2 separate regions of the Astyanax mexicanus genome follow, and region 1 is linked to region 2. A link is a contact called in public Hi-C data. All regions are on one chromosome and are shown on one strand. The core of a region is the stretch at or near the end of the contact, and the rest is flanking DNA. Distances in the headings are between cores, read along the strand shown.

Evidence for each region. A called contact is a pair of places that touch in the nucleus more often than the background predicts.
Region 1: a contact with region 2 is called in a Hi-C map of muscle, with 3 times the contacts expected there. The contact joins the promoter of tmpob here to the promoter of gpia in region 2. A contact is called at or near these places in 2 of 3 Hi-C or Micro-C datasets (blood and muscle).

What each region holds. Positions count from the first base shown.
Region 1 is chr2:59,331,102-59,333,801 of AstMex3_surface, forward strand. tmpob (thymopoietin b) reads right to left here and starts at 1,294. Exons shown (of 6, transcript XM_007228169.4): 1 at 349-1,294. The coding sequence starts at 579.
Region 2 is chr2:59,134,222-59,136,921 of AstMex3_surface, forward strand. gpia (glucose-6-phosphate isomerase a) reads right to left here and starts at 1,311. Exons shown (of 17, transcript XM_007228187.4): 1 at 1,085-1,311. The coding sequence starts at 1,203.

The DNA.
Region 1 (2,700 bases), core at 44-2,543, 200 kb after region 2:
ACATATGTTTATCTTAAATGATTTTTTTACCTTGAACTTCTATGTCCTTTTAATACTAAATGTACATCATTATTTTAAGTCGCTTTGGACAAAAGCGTCTGCCAAATGTAATGTAATATCGCTCACCCCTAATCTCACACAACCAATACATACTGAAACTGGCCAAATTGTGTGGGGAGAAAACCTTTTTTTTTTTTCAACAAAAAGAATATCAGTTTCACAGTCTGTGATTCTATGAAAAGACAAGAGGACATGTGGACTACACATGGTGTTTATATAAATGGGCAGTGACTGGAGATCAGCTGGCTTTGCTGCACTGGGAAGCTTAGCTAAGTTAAGTAACGTTACCTTTCCAGAGCGGCTCCTGTTGGAGAGCACTGGTGTGATCTCCTCGTCGCTGGAGAAGGTGTCCGCTGGGGGAGCTTTCCTCTTGTTCTGAGCGGTGAGGTTCTTCAGGTACAGCTGGATATACACCTCTTTCTTGTGCTCTCCGCTGGGCAGAAGAACATCGTTGGCGAGCAGCTCACTCTTCAGCTTCTCCTTGGTGAGGACCGACGGGTCTTCCAAGAATTCCGCCATGCTTTGTTTGTTTGTTAGCTAGTTAGTTAGCCAAGTTAGCTTAGCTTTAGCTCAGAGCTCAGGACCGGGCCAGGGCGGGCAGGAGAGAGCCCTGAACTGAAGGCAGAACTGTGTAAATATGAGTTCTCCCCCGGCTGTTATCTAAAGCTAGCGGGGTCAGCTAACAGTGCTAACCGCGCTAAGCTAGTTCTCCGGTGTGGGTCCGAGTCCCGCAGCGCGGCTCCGCGGACACACGTCAGATCGGTGGGCGGGCGGGTTTGAATGTGTTCCCGCGCTTCACACGACGACCTCAGCTACCGATTACTCCCGGATACCGCCTCACACCGACTCCCCGCACCGACGCCTCGCCAAATACTGCAGCTAAGGCGCGGAGTTAGCTTCACTTTTCCAACCGGAATCGAGAACAAATGCCCCGCTCGCTGCTTTACCGTATCCCGATCGCCTGCGCGCCTCTCGCCACAGCCGCCACCTCCCAATGAGGTCGCACGTTATTGGCAGCCTCCGCTCAATAAGGCGCTCTCCTATTGGTGGAGGACAAATGTCAGCCGTCTGCCACAACAAAGAGCGCGATGGAGGCGCCGAGAGGAAGAAGAAGAAGAAGCGAAGGAGAGCGGAGGGTTCCTGAGCAAAGATAGATAGCTAACTAACGCTAGGTTCTCAGTTTATACACATACACTAATCCTAAATCCTAAAGTGTAGCCTCTCCCACATGAGAAAAGATAATATCCCATCCCCTGTTAAATATCATATGCTAGTCTTCAGAGGTGGTTAACTCAGTTCCAGAAAGTAAAAATCCATCCCAGGGTTTTGTACCAACTGCCTGGGCGGCTCTGCTGAAGTTGGTACAAAACCCTGAGGTGGGTTTTTACTTACTGGATCTGGGTTACCCACCCCTATTAATCTCAGAAATTCTGCTTTGTTGAAGAGCCCCTGCTGGTGCCTAAATATCACACACCGTCTCACACACCCACACTACCACTCCTTAACACAGCTGTAACAGCTAATTTTAACGGAGAAAAAACTGACGTTAACATATAATATAAAATAAGATGTGTATCAATTAGATACAATGCTGCACATCCATTTAACTGGATTCTGCTCCTGTTTATATGTGTATTTATGTCAGTCTGTATGAATGAGGAGCAGCATGGTCGAGTCTGCCTGACTGCAGCAGAACAAAATCTCCTCAAGATGGCGGCATTAGCCATGTTTCACAGACTGACTAATACACTAGTACGTCTCAAAACATTAGAATATAATTGAAAATATATTTTATTTCAGCAATTCAGTTCAAAATATGAAACCCATTTATTGTATAGATGTATTACACACAGAGTGATCTATTTTTAGTGTTTTATTGTTTATTGTCGTACTGTGAATTTCCCCACTGTGGAATTAATAAACGATTATTTTATCTTATCTTATTTCCTAATGAAATACCAAATTTACTGATGGTCAGTGACCTCCAAAACCTTAATTTTTTGTCATTATGTCATTATGCGGTGGACTTGCTGGTTTGATGTGTTAATTGTACACCAGACGTAACGGGACACACACCTTCCAAAAAGTTACACTTTTTGTCTTCACCAGGGTTCCATGTTTTCTCCATTTGTGAATAATAACTCTTACTGTGGTCCATTGGAGTCCAAGGATTTAGAACTTTGTAACTTTTTCTGATTGACAAATGTCAGTGACTTTGTTTTCTCATCTATTTTTGAGTTTCTTCAGATCGGGGCATAATATTTTGCTGTTTAAGATCTGCTGCATCATGCCTTTGTGTCATTTAAGCAAAAATTGGCATTTGATGAAGGTGGAGTTGCAGATGTGTTATATTGTTCTGATTCAAAGAGATATTTTGTGTTCATAAAATAGTTTAGTTACCTTGATATTTAACCACAATAGGGTGGATAGCTTAAGCTTTACCTCAGATAAATATGGAAACAATATGAGAAATGTTACATGAAATTACCCTGCTAAAATTTACAGCTGGTCATCCAGAGAAAACATTCCTTGTGCTGGTTAAGAGCTAGTTAACAAGCTGAACAAACAGCATAGGGTATGTTTTTTTTTTTTTTTTTCTTGTTGACCAGCTGATCTGGAGTTTTTTATCAGGGTAATATA
Region 2 (2,700 bases), core at 61-2,560:
TGGGAGTGTGTGTGCTGGACATCACGTAGCTTCACTACAGGAGGAGGAGGACGCGTGCGCCCTGTGGTGTAGGTTGCGTTACACTGGCTTCGTGACTCATTTAGCTACAGTTTCCACTAAACGTGGCTACAACCAAAATAAAAGATTTCTTCCACTAACGTTACATCAGCTAACCTTACAGCCCGACTACACCTAACTTAACCTTAACCTAGCCTCACCTTTAACTACACATTTAAAGAGACGGTATGACACTTTATTATAGTGAATTAATGGGAATAACGTGCATAACAGCGTGTGTGATTGTAGTGCACGAAATTTATCATAAATATAGCTAGTTATATAGCCATTTAAAGGCTCAGTTAGGCCTGTAGATAGGTAGATATGCCCAATCGATGATCAGTGACCTTGTATCCAGTGCAGTGCAGTGCAGCTAGCTTTAGCAGGCTAGTTCCTGTCTTTTAGCTTAGCTTAGCTTAGCATCTTCTAGCTGTCTATCTACAGTAGCTTAGAGGTGGGTAACTCAAGTCCAGAAAGTAAAAATCCATCCCAGGGTTTTGTACCAACTGCCCGGGCAGCACAGCAGGCAGTTGTTACAAAACCCTGGCGAGGATTTTTACTTTCTGGACCTGGGTTGCCTACATCTAACGTTCGACAGGAGGCCTTTTTGAGCATTTTGAGCCAAAATGAACATGAGAAAGGCGCCTCAGTTGGGTTAAAACACTGCGAAGTACTATGCTAACATACAAATAAGGGCAGACGCTGAAGCTAAATCAGTGAACAGTAAAGTGTTATCAGTTGAGAGCAATAGGACGTTGCCACAAGTGGTCGTGTTGCAATATCCTGGCAACCAACAGAGACGTTCAAGGCTAGAATAACATTACACCACACCAAACCAGTGGATTTAACTAACTAGCTAAATAACTAGATAACTACATAGTGTGAGTGTCTAAATTAGCGTTAGATAGATTACAAACACTGTCCTCACTCTGAAAGACATCTACGGTACTATACTTCCTTCATCCACTGTTTTTAGTTGCAGGTGATTGATTCACTCATTTACAGCCCAAGTCCTGCTTATTTGTACCTGAATTTGGAGAACCTGTCCTTGTCTCCGTCGAACATCTGCCTCATGTTCAGACCTCCAGCGTTTGATTTGTACCATTGCTCCAGTTTTCGGTAGTTGGGATCGTTGGTTAGCCCCATGATGGTGAGGGTGGTTGTGGCGGTTCAGAGATGGTCGGTGGTCCTAAGCTCAGTCCAGCTGTCTGCTCACCCACTAAATTCACTCGGATGAAGTGAGAGAGATGGCAGTGCAGCCTCAGTGGGAGGTAACCTCAGCACTGGCCCCGCCCACTACGACAATATGAAAAGAAACCCCACCCACTCACTCATAGAGCTTTACCCAACACGTGCTTCGCACTCAAACCAGAGTTAAAAACTTTATAATCACCACCTAATACGTACACTTTTTCTTGTATTTTTTTTTTAAAATACAACCCAAAAGAGCTCATAGTAACGTCAAAGAGCCTTGAAAAGCTGTGTAAAGTTCCTTACAGTGCTTCATCTATCATTTTAACTTATGAAGATTTTTTTCAACTTTTTTTATTGACTATTTTTGCACAACAATAGCACTATAGTACATTCATTAGTCACTATACTTTGTCAAAATTTCAAAAACAAAGATCAACACAAAAACATAGCCGAGGAAGAGAGAGAAGAGGTTTGGACACACCCCTTCTCATTTATTGTCATTTCATTTCTACAATGTAGATTAATATTGAATTACTCAAAACAACAAATAAACGCATATTCAATTGACGTAAACAAAAAAAGTAAGTGGTAAACAATGCAAAATGTTCTTCTAATTCTAATTCTAACTTCTAATTCTTCAAAGTAGCACACATTTTTGTCTACCTAATTGCCTTTGTTCCTTTATAGTGTTTAAGTCTACAACATTAATTTATAATGTAGTAAATAATACAAATAAATAACAACTATTAATAAGTATGTGTGCCCAAATGTCTGTCTATCACTGAATATATGCATTTCCAATTTCTAACTAACTTATAAAAAAGAAATGAGCCTCTGCTGATGCTGGATAAAATCTAAAAGTTTCTAACCAGCATGAATGTGTTGACTTCATTAGTTTAGTTTAAGTCTCTTGAGCAAGTCTCCTAATGCTGCATTTGCCTACCAATATAACCAGATGTACAGTTCAGATGTACATTTACATACATTTTTAGCTTTTATCTGATGCTCTGCTTAAGAGCAGCTTACATTGAACACACGTTGAACTTACATTCAAAGTTAAAAACATTTTTGCATTCATCTGTAAAGTTACCAAATTATTTTCCCTGATTTACCCACAAAATATTTCAAGAAGTACAAAGAGAAGCAAACATAATTAAGGACAACTGTTTATTATTCTTGTCTTAGAATAAAACCCTTTTACACTGAGGTACATCCCCCGTGCTGGGGCTGAGAATGAACATAGATGTTACTGTAGATGTACATAAAGAAAGAAATGCAAAGTTAAATCAACACTGAAAGAATCTGGTGACACTCAATTCACAGGGCATGTCAGTAACAGCATTTGCCATAAGTCATCACAATTCTGTTGATTCTGACAATCCCAGCATGCTGCCTGTGTGTGTGTTACAGGTCCAAGCGTATATATGAAGAAAATGAATGTCTGCATGT